Regions from separate parts of the Capra hircus genome. Here region 2 is linked to region 1. A link is a contact called in public Hi-C data. All regions are on one chromosome and are shown on one strand. The core of a region is the stretch at or near the end of the contact, and the rest is flanking DNA. Distances in the headings are between cores, read along the strand shown. Region 1 overlaps IGFBP2 (insulin like growth factor binding protein 2). Region 2 overlaps RPL37A (a long non-coding RNA gene).

Region 1 (5,347 bases), core at 1,051-3,550:
AGCCGCCAGTAAGCCCCTGAGGTCTCAGCGCTGAGTCCAAGACCAGTCTTCTGCGAGGAGGAGGGCAGGGATGCCAGCCGAGGGGGATGGGGATGCCAGCTGCCAGGCCAGGGAGGGTGGGGCGGGGCTTGTTGGCTTCAGTCCCTTCCAAGGCTGACTTCGATTCCCCCGCTACCTGCTAGCAGCGGTTAGCATGAGAGGGAGCCTCTTAGAGAAGAGATAGGGCCTCATAACCGTGCCTCTTGACTTTTACTGAGCATTAGAATCACGTGCTGGTGATTCTGGGGACCCGGCTGTAAGAGATTGCCATTCAGAAGGTTAAGTGGGGTCCGAGAGTTTGCATGTCTAACCAGCTCTCAGGGATGCTGATGGTCCCTGGACCTCACTTCCAGAATCACTGACTTGAACCATTCAAAACCAGGTAGCCTCTCTGGTTTTCCAGTATCTCAAGGAATGGAGAAACACCACTTGAAATAGTACTAAAACAGGTAATAGGAGAGGGTTTCCATCAGAGGCTCAGCAGTGAAGAATCTGCCTGCTAGCGCAGGACACTCGGGTTCGATTCCTGGGTTGGGAAAGTCCCCGGGAGAAGGAAATGGCAACCCACTCCGGTATTCTTGCCTGGGAAATCCCATGGACAGAGAAGCCTGATGGTGTAGAGCCCTATGGGGTCAAAAGGGTCAGACATGACTTAGCGACTAAACAGTTAACAACAACATGAGTACAGTAGAGAAAATTAAGAAAGTTTAAGTTTTTAAAAGAAAAGAACTCTTTTTCCTCCCCGCTTCCACTCTGTTCATATGCCTTTTAATGATCTATGTGTATTGGCCTAACCACATAGAGTTTATAGTGGTGATTGTTACCAGTTGTTTAATCTTGGTGGGTTGTCCTTTTAACCTACCCCACTGCCCACTTCCTCAAGCTCATCCCTTGTGTAGGGAGAAAAGGGCCGTGTGCATTTCACGTAAGGCAGGATTGAGAGAGTGTGGGGCTCCACCAGCCATTCTGTTTTCCAGTGGAGGATCTGAGCCCAAGTGCACAACGGGCTTCTCTAGGGAGCTTTAAACAGTATGAATGCCTGGGCCCCACCCCCAGACATCCATATTCTGTGAGTTTGGGGTGCTTTCTGGGCACTGGCTTTTCAGAGGCTCCCCTGGGGATCCTAGTGGGTATTGGAGCTGACTTAAAAGCCGGCTATGTGGGAACTCGCCTGGTGGTTCAGTGGCTAATACTGTGCTCCCAGTGCAGGGGGTCCCGGTTCAATCCCTGATCAGCGAACTAGATCCCACAGGCTGCACCTGAGACCTGGCACAACCAAATAAAAACACTGAAGGGAAAGGTGGGTGTGTGGAGCCAGAAGATGGGGTATGGGGCTCTGCTGACCCCCTAGGGGATCTCACTTCCCCATCCTCTTAGCCGAGGCATCTTGTCCCTTGAAATATCAGTCTGCCGTTAAAAGCTATTAGTTCGCACACCTGCCCTCTAAATGTAAGCCAGCTACTTTGGAGCACCAAAGAAGCAATAGCAACCTTTTCTTCCGAATCTTATGGATAAATGGGATTTTCGAGACGAATTGGCTGATGGGTAAGAGCAGGCACCCTGGAAGGGAAATGCCTGGGTTGGTGTTCAGCTGTGGCTCTCACTAGCTCTGTGACACTGGCCTTCTGGCCATCTATAAAGTGGTAAAACATTGGTACCTAATCTGCAAGGTGATTGTGGGGATTAAATGAATGTATGTTAGATAGGAACTGTAAGCAAGCAGCATAGAGATTGCTTACACCACGCCCAGCATAGAGCGGGACCTTTTACCCTTAAGTGCATTCCTGACCTCCCGTTACAAGTGTACATCCATCCATCCCGTACACTGGGTCGTCTGCTGGATGGGACCTCCGCACGTGTGGGGGCCAAGCCATTCTATTGAAGCCCCCCCCCCAGCAGCCTTGCTAATAACCAGAGCGCAGTTCCTGGGCCAGCATCACGCGCCACACTGGAGCTTGAATGACCGTGTGGAATTGGCAGGCACACCCAGACCTTGGAACAGGAGTCTGCATGTCAGTGAGACCCCCTCGTTTTTATCGGGGTGTCCTTTATGTCCTCCTCTCTCCTCAGTGCAAGATGTCTCTGAACGGGCAGCGTGGGGAGTGCTGGTGTGTGAACCCCAACACCGGGAAGCTGATCCAGGGAGCCCCCACCATCCGGGGGGACCCCGAGTGTCATCTCTTCTACAACGAGCAGCAGGGGGCTCGAGGGGTGCACACCCAGCGGATGCAGTAAGCCACAGCCAGCCGGTGCCCGGCACCCCCCACCTCCACCCCTCTCCGGAGCGGGCCCAGCATGCAGAGCGCATGCGTGATGGCTGGCGGGGCGGAGCTTCCAGGAGTTCTGACATGTGTATTTATATTTGGAAAGAGACCGGCACCGAGCTCGGCACACCCCACCCCACCCCCACCTTCCCCCTCCCCAGCTGGAGATGCCTGCACCCTCCCTGCTCGAGGCCCTGCTGGGCAGGAAGGGGATGGTTGCAGTGGCGGAGCTGGGGTAAATGTTTGGGAGAGGGAAAAAAAGAAATTTTATTTTTGAACCCCTGTGTCTCTTTTGCTTAAGATTAAAGGAAGGAAAAATAAAGCTTGTGTGTCTTTTGCCTGAGTCTTTGCTCCCCCGCCCCCGGTCCAAACGAGGTTCTGAGGCTTGCCAGCTTCCTTCCCTCCAGCTTTGCCCTGACTGCGTGGGCAAGCTGGGCAGGCCAGCCTTAGGTTCATAACAGAAAGGAGATGGATGGGGCGGAGGAAGTCATGAATCCAGGTGGAGCCCCCCAGCACAGCCCTAGGAGTCTAGCCAACCTCCCCTGCCCCTGGGTGGGCTCTGGGGGAGGAGGGGTGGACCCCAGTGTCTCTTCTTCCATCTCACATTGAGATGACACTGCAGAGGAAGAAAGGGATCCCAGAAATTGGAATTGGGGTCCTCTGGCCCCCCAAATTAAGGAGAGCTCTGTTACCCCACGAGAGACATGTAATCACCCTGAAGGGAAGTTAGTGGGTCTGTTGTGACTTGGAGTCTCAGACCTGCTTGCTGAGGGGCCCAAGGAGCTGTCTGGCTCCAGAATAGCAAGCATCTCTTGGCGGAAGCCGAGGGACCAGGGAAAGGGCACAGACACAGACCCTGTTTCTGAAGAAGAATTCTGCCCGCTTGGTTCTGTTGGTGTCTCCAGCCCCGGCCAATTCCAGGGGGCTCCCCACTTGGCTGGCTTCCCTGGTGGCTCAGTGGTAAAGACTGCCTGCCAATGCAGGTGATGCAGGTTCGATCCCTGGGTTGGGAAGAACCCTTGGAAAAGGAAGCGGCAACCCACTCCAGTGCTCTTGCCTTGGAGAATCCCATGGACAGAGGAGCCTGGCGGGCTGCAGTCCATGGGATCTCAAAGAGGCTGGCGGGCTGCAGTCCATGGGATCTCAAAGAGTTGGGCACAACTTAGTGGCTAAACAACAACTTCACTTTGCAGGAGGCCGCGGGGAAGTGGTGCTCGGTGCTTTCAGGCCCACTGTTCACACGGCCTTACTTTCCGCAGCGCCCTTCTGTGACATCGTACCCCTTCCCATGTGGAGGAGGGGACCAGCGGCAGCCATGCCTGGGCCACCACCCTCCCGATCAGCCACCTGGCAACTCAGGAAGGAGAGGCAGAAGGACACCTGGGGCCAGGCCTGGGGGTGAGACGAGCTTCACTTGGAGAAGAAAAAAAGCAGGTCCCCCAAAGCAGGCAGATCCCCAGCCAGAGCCTCTGGGCTGTACCAGCGAATGGCTGACTGCCCCGGAAGTACATTAAAGCTCAGTTAGTCCTCAGGAATCCACAAATAAGGTGCTATTGTTAGCTTCACTTCACAGATGATGCCTAACCTGCACTGCCTGGGACCGGGTCCCCTGACTCCTAGGTGGGTTTGCTGCTCAGCCCTGAGTTATACTGCCCTCTGTGGGCGGACGCAGGGAGGTTCTCCTGGAGAGTCTAGAGGGCTTTGGGCACTGGTTGGATCTGTGCCCTGTGGGTCACCAGCCCCTCCCCAAGGGGTGCGCCCCCATCCTCTGATCCCCTCAGCTGTCGTCGGCAGCCGGTGGCTGCTACCCTGGCAGTTTTCAGCTTGACTAATATTTGAATCAACTGAGGCACTAAAAAATTTCTCATCCTGGGGCTGTGCCCTGCCATCAAAAAACAGGCAAGGTGTTTTAATTAATTAATGTAATTAAGGTTCTAGCCTTAATTCCAGCCGAAATTGAGACACCTGGGTTTGAATTCTGTCCCACCACTTACTATTCGTTTGCCCAGAGCTACATTACTCAACCACAGTTCAAAAGCATCAATTCTTTGGCGCTCAGCTTTCTTCACAGTCCAACTTTCACATCCATACATCACCACTGGAAAAACCATGGCCTTGACTAGACGGACTTTTGTTGGCAAAGTAATGTCTCTGCTTTTCAATATGCTATCTAGGTTGGTCATAACTTTCCCTCCAAGGAGTAAGCGTCTTTTAATTTCATGGCTGCAGTCACCATCTGCAGTGATTTTGGAGCCCGCAAAAAGAAAGTCTGACACTGTTTCCACTGTTTCCCCATCTGTTTCCCATGAAGTGATGGGACCGGATGCCATGATCTTCGTTTTCTGAATGTTGAGCTTTAAGCCAACTTTTTCACTCTCGTCTTTCACTTTGATCAAGAGGCTTTTCAGTTCCTCTTCACTTTCTGCCATAAGGGTGGTGTCATCTGCATATCTGAGGTTATTGATATTTCTCCCGGCAATCTTGATTCCAGTGTGTGTTTCTTCCAGCCCAGCATTTCTCATGATGTACTCTGCATGTAAGTTAAATAAGCAGGGTGACAATATACAGCCTTGACATACTCCTTTTCCTATTTGGAACCAGTCTGTTGTTCCATGTCCAGTTCTAACTGTTGCTTCCTGACCTGCATATAGGTTTCTCAAGAGGCAGGTCAGGTGGTCTGGTATTCCCATCTCTCAGAATTTTCCACAGTTTATTGTGATCCACACAGTCAAAGGCTTTGACATAGTCAATAAAGCAGAAATAGATGTTTTTCTGGAACTCTCTTGCTTTTTCAATGATCCAGCAGATGTTGGCAATTTGATCTCTGGTTCCTCTGCTGAAGAATTGATGCTTTTGAACTGTGGTGTTGGAGAAGACTCTTGAGAGTCCCTTGGACTGCAGGAAGATCCAAACAATCCATTCTAAAGGAGATCAGTCCTGGGTGTTCTTTGGAAGGACTGATGCTAAAGCTGAAACTCCAATACTTTGGCCACCTCATGCGAAGAGTTGACTCATTGGAAAAGACTCTGATGCTGGGAGGGATT
Region 2 (6,092 bases), core at 1,026-3,525, 150 kb before region 1:
TGAAGCATTTCTCAAACTTAGGGTGTACAGGTCTCTCGACCACATTATCAGATGCTTCAAGAATTTTATTTTTCTCTTTGAAAAGGTCAGTACAGGAGGAACGTATTAAACACACTGTCAAAACCCTGGACTTTCTAACCGAGTAACTAAAGCAATGAAGACACAAACCAGTAGCCCCCCAGAGTAAGTCAAAAGGTTACACAGATGCAGGGAGATGCCCTCATGACTCCACTGCTGGGCAGAGCCAACGGATTGCTCAAGGGAGGTATGACTTAAAAGGCAGCCAGTATGAGAGGGGCTCATCTCTGATGAGGGAGCTGTGTGTGTGCATGGGTGTGCACATGTGCACATGAAATGGTGTAATTTGTTAAGATTCAAAGGCCAGTGTTACAGGGTTGATTTGGATCTTCACTTCTTTTTCCTGATGTTCTTTTTCGAAGTCTTTCTTCCCTTCCAAACCACTATTCCTTAATTATCAACTATTCCTTCCTCATCAACTCACAGCTATTCTGCTTGTAAATTTCCCGGCTTTCAAGTTGTGACTAGCAGCAGGAGAGTTTTATCAAGAATACCTAACATGTGACCTTGCTGTGAGCCTGATTGTTGACCTGTGTTAGCTCATGTAATCCTCGAGGCAGCCTGCGCCAAGTGACTGTGGGACCATATTTTCCAATGCTCTTCTGGACTTGACTCCTGTTTACCTTTCCAGTCTTATCTGTTTTCACGTTTTATTTCCACTCTAAGCACTGAACTTGCCTCGTGCTTGAAGATCATAGCAAGTATTGGTCACGCTCTCTGTTGTTGACTCTCCTTTGCTCCTGCGTTGTCTCCCTTTCTCTTCTCACCAGACTCATGGGATTAATACAGTTCTTTCTTCCATTTTCCAGACAAGGTAAAAGTAGCTTAGAAAAGTTAAATGTTATGTCTAAGGTCACACACTTCAGAGAGAGATAGGAATGTGGGAAAAGGATGAATTTGGGACCTAGAAGTTTTTTTTTCCAGCTTTAGCTCTGTTATTTTAGTGGCTTGAACTTCAGAGAAAACTTACTTTTTACAGATAAAAAGATTGAGGTTTCCTGAGCGTGATGCACCATGAGGGATTTTGGTGATGGGAGGGCCGACACAGGCCTGAGACAAAGGCGTAAAGTTAGGGAGGGGACAACAGAATGGAAAGGAAAGGTTTTCAAGAAGTAATATTAATAAAGTACAAACAGGACTCCACTGATTAAATTAGGTTACGTGTACATCCTGAGCCTCGGACTCAGGACTGCGGGCTTATTGTGTTTGATGCAGGAAGGTGAGTCTAAGAATGGACAGCAGAGGGAGCTCTTGGTAAGTGTTGCTGATCAAGCCTGGTCTCAGAAGGAGGAGACAGTGAGAAAGCGCCGTCTTCTCTGGTGCTCCTTCACCACGGGCTTATTTCTTCCCATTTTTCACTCAGCGCCATGTATCATTTCCCGGACAGATGTGCCTGTGCAGTGCAGCCTTGTGCCTCCCCTCACGAGTCCCTGTGTGGTTGCGGCTTTACTCCTCTTCACTAGATAGGGAGACCAAGCCCCACGGGACCTGACTCACTACCCCCAGTTTAGTTACACACTGGGAAGCAGCTGAGTCAGGATTCTCGTTCTTTCTGGATTTCTAAAGTTTGGCCTCTTCATCCTCAAGTCACTTTTCTGTGTCCCTGAATGTTTTATAGGCCTGTATTCCTTCTCTGCAAATGCATTCCTGGGTACTAAGAGGGTTAAAAGGACACTCCTAGAGTAGCATAGTTTTAGTAGGGACATTTTAAAAGCACAGTGCTTTAACTCATAGAAGCCGGTTGTCCTGTAGCCAGCAAGCCTATAGAAGAATGTGGAGGGTGGTAAAGGAAATGGTGGTACCTAGGGAGTGGATTTGGGGGCATTAAACTCTCCTCATAATTTCCATTTGCCTTCTCTCTTTTTTATAAACAGCTGACACTATCTCAGTCTTTTGTCTGAATCTGCAAATACAGCTTCAGAACTCTACCCTGGCTGCCCCTTTCCCTCAGCTCCACCGTGGCGGCCTGTCCTGGCAGTGCTCAGACGTTCCTCCTGTGAGTGATGGTGGGTTGCCTCGCTGGGGGAAGGACCCCCAAAAGGAATGAGCTCCATCTTCACATCTATAATTGCTACAAAATAAAGATGCCTGTCTTCTCCCCTTCCTTTTCTGGGACCCCGCTGTGCCGACCCAGGCCCGGTTGGGAGTGGGGGAGGGGCCCAGCAAAGACCTGGTGACAGGCTGATTGATGGGTTCCCCGCCTCTGCTGGCCCTCCCGCCCACTCCTGCAGGCTCTGGCCCAGGTCCACCCTCCGGCTGCCTGAGGGGTCTGCTTTTCTTTTCTTTGAGTCAGCACCAATGAGTCAGGGCCAAGATCGTCTGGGGGTAGGGGGCAGTACCGCAGGAGGCTCCCCTGCAGGGAAGGGAGTGAGCACTTAGTTGCCCAAAGGAAGGCGTAGTGAGGAGCAGCTGAAGGGGGCCACTGGGGTTGTGATCAGAGGAGGCTGAGCAGGGGGTGGAATTGTTGATGTTACTGACCATCAGCGGTTGAAACACTTTCTTGTAGAAAAACACAGGGATTACTCAAACCATATTGTTTGGGGCCCTTAAAAAATCCAGGTTGTCCCTCTCGTACTTCAGCTCTACTCTTTTAGAGATGCCAAAATGGAAACCAAATATCCGTGAACTCAGCTAACAGGTGAGGTGAAAGGCAGGTGAGTGAGACTCATATACATGCCAACAGTAATTCTATCATGTCCTTTGCCAGAGCTGCTGAGGGTCAAAACAAAGTGGCTGATGACATGGCAGATATTTGGTGGCATCTGTCTGTACTCCACTGCACAGGCAGTACACACTGCTAGTGGAGACAGGAGGAGAGTTACATGTGGCTGGAAGGTAGACAGAGGGACAGAAATTGAGTCTCTAGCCTTCCAATAACTGTTAGGAAAGACAGAGTGTATGGGAGGGGGTAAACCAGTGTTGCTATTCTTGCTAATGGTCAGGCAAGACAGCTATGCCAGCATGGTCCCAGAAACACAGATCTCTTGGCCATCCTAGACTCACACTGCTATGATCGCATCCTTAGAGCTTGTCTTCTCCAACTGCATCATTTCAAAGAGACGGAGGTGCAGATTCAGAGAAGCGAAGTGGTTTGCCCGCAGTCATGACGACAGAGCCAGGAGTCTAATTCAGGGCTCCGTCCCTGACCAGAACCCAGGATTGGATCTGCAAGAGCCTTGCAAGGAGCTCAGGGTGGTTCGGGGTGCAGATTAATGTGAGAGAGCTTCATTACTGCCCTCAAGCTGAGAGACTCTGGAGGCCCTTGGTTTGGTATTTCTGTGTCTCTGAAGGAACCAGTTTCTTTTCAGGTCAATTGAACTCGAGCTTTTATTACCCTCTAGAACCAGGTCATCAGGAGGGAGGACCACAGAGAATGGAAATGTCTTCTCAAAATCGCAGAAGAAGGGAGATGGATGCAGGTTCCTTACAGGGTCTAACTGGGCTCAAGATACGGGAAGTCTGTGTGTTTTCCCACCAGTGTCCTTCTATGAAAGGAGCTGGCCTTCCACTCATGCCTTCGAGGTGTGCGTGTTGTGAGGTTTATTGGGATTAAATGAACCAAATTCCCTGCAACCTGAATCCAGAGCCACACGGTGAGCCCACACCCCTTCGTCCCCAACTCCCCCAAGGGAAGCCCCCCTCCCCGACCCCCACTTCTCCAGTGAGCCATTTCCATGTATATATAAAAGTCTCCTGGCAGGAGCGGGAAGACTTTCTGCTGCGGCAGCACATTTCTCATGCAGCAAGACTGCGACTTTGGAAAATAACTGGAGTGGACCCTGCCCCCGGGGGGAGGTGCATCCTCTGCAAACCGGGGCACCCCACACCCCCATGCCTCTGCTGCCTTCCAAGATGTTCAAAGCACGGCACAAATGATGTCTTAAACCTACAAGAGAAGGGCAGTGGTGGAAATGGGTCTCGGTTTCAAAATTGAAGACCTAGGGCAGTTAGCATATGGCAATGTCACAGAGCCTTCATGGGTCCCAGAAAGACTGGATCTTAGAGGTGAACCCACAGACTTAGCACAGAAGTCAGGAGACCAGACTGGTGCCAGGTTATTTGCATTCCATCATTAACTAGACAGTATTTTATATCCTCAGGCAAGTTTCCTAACCTCTCTAGGCCTCTGTTCCTTTGTGTAACGAGGATGATAACACCTACCTCACTGGGTTGTTGTAAGGATAAAATGGGATACTTTTCCAAAGAACAGCCTTGATGCATGATAAACATTTAATTAACAATTGATATTATATTATTATTCTTTCTCTTATTTTACAGACATGGGAACTGAGACCCGCAGAGGTGTATGTTAAGAAATATATTTTCTGGGACTTCCTGGCAGTCCAATGGTTGGGACTTGGCATTCTCACCAGTTAAGTCCCTGGTTGGGGAACTAAGATCCTGTAAGCTGTACAACATGGCCAGAAAGGAAAAACAAAGAATTATATTTCTTAAAATCACAAAATGAGTCTAGTTGTGTGTGAACATTTTCATTGATTAAAAAAGGGAGCGTGTGGGCATCTGTATACGAGCTAAGAAAGGCCAGGTTACATGGCAGCAACAGCTCCTAAATGCCAGTGCTTATGGCAAAAACATGTTCACTTCTTGCCCACACTCTGTGTCTGTTGTGGGTCAGTTGGTGCTCTGCTTCTGTCATCATCTTCTTTGCTCTGGGACCTGCTCTTACAGTGCAGCCTCCCTCTAGGGGTGAGTCTGACCACCTCTGCCCACAGTTCTTGGCCAGAGTCAGTCACATGGCCATATGGAGTTCCACAATGTGTGTGGGGGGGTGGGGAACCCCCTTATAGGAGATGATCAGGTGTGGGTAAAGAGTGGCACAGTGTATGATGATTTCCTACAGAAACAAACACAATCTTTGTGCGAACGGTCCTCTGACACGAGCTAATTTTAACACCTGCCTCAAGGTGTGAAAATTGGTATGAAAAACTAAGAGACATGTCCACAGCATTAAAAGGAGCATCTCTTGATGCCCTATTCCTTGAAATAATTTCTCAAAATCCCTAAACCAAGGATGAGAACAAAATCTCCATTCCTTGAAAACCAGCCACATACATCATGTGGCTCATCCTGGGAGGAGAGGGTCCTTGTACTAGAACATCTCAGAGGGTCTTGTCTCTCTTCATCCCAAGGTGTTTATCCACCTGTCCCATCCTATTCCATTGAACAGAATGGTTCATTTCATTAATCATGGCTGATCTAGTGCCGGTCACTGGTCTAGATGGTGGAAATGCAAAAGAGGAGGAAATACAGCCCTTGTCCTTAGGGAGAGAGCAAACTCCTTGCTAGCGGGGGAAAGACTAGCAGTGAGGTCGACAAATGGAATATAAAGTAAGTGCTGGTCTGGTCTGGGATCTGTGGAACCGCAACGAGGTTCACTTAATCCAGCCTGGGGGTGTCAGAAAAGTTCACTATGGGAAAACTGATGTGGCTGGAATTTCTTTCTTAAGGAGGGGTAGGAGTTATGCAACTGGTTGAAGTTGTGAAATGATACTGGGGACAAAGTGTGACATTCTCTAAGAAGCAAACGTTCAGACTTCCTGGCGTGCCTTGTTTATTTGCAAGCATCTTTTCTGAGTGCTGGGCATTAACAATATACTGGGTAGTTAATGATCACAGCCCATCCCCTTTGGGGCTTAACCAATGCAAAGTGTCTGAAAGGATGGGCCTGGGGTTGCCCAGAAGTGCAAACTTGTAAGGCTCACCCCAGAGTCTCTAGGTATGGAACCCAGAAACTGGCATTTTAAATAAGAGCCTGTGATATTTTTATCACACTTGGATTTCTGTTTAAAAGGCAGTCATAATATTGATAAACATGGAGAGAACCCAGGGAGAATGCGATGAGTGTGTTGAATGAAGAAATACATTGGAGTAAAAAATATTTGTGTTACCTGTGAGTCAGGGGCCAATGCCCTTTGAAGTATAGTGCAAAGGTTAGAGAACTTGGCATTTCTTTGTCAAGGCTGCTGTTGACTTCCATCCAGGACTGTCTCTCC

What was found. Hi-C and Micro-C count contacts between places; a contact is called where the count stands out from the background.
Region 2: a Hi-C map of blood shows a contact between it and region 1, with 4 times the contacts expected there. The contact joins two enhancer-like sites. A contact is called at or near these places in 4 of 5 Hi-C or Micro-C datasets (blood and liver).

The regions. Positions count from the first base shown.
Region 1 is chr2:31,146,579-31,151,925 of ARS1.2, reverse strand. It overlaps IGFBP2 (insulin like growth factor binding protein 2), which reads left to right. Exons shown (of 4, transcript NM_001314299.1): 4 at 2,110-2,390. The coding sequence ends at 2,274. Among named protein-coding and RNA genes, the nearest start is that of IGFBP2, 29 kb to the left of the region's middle. Within about 2 kb of position 2,300, at least 1 of the 5 cell types and tissues checked has an H3K27ac peak or open chromatin away from gene starts, as enhancers often do.
Region 2 is chr2:31,291,479-31,297,570 of ARS1.2, reverse strand. The region is part of intron 4 of RPL37A (a long non-coding RNA gene); the gene reads left to right. Among named protein-coding and RNA genes, the nearest start is that of RPL37A, 14 kb to the left of the region's middle. Within about 2 kb of position 2,275, at least 1 of the 5 cell types and tissues checked has an H3K27ac peak or open chromatin away from gene starts, as enhancers often do.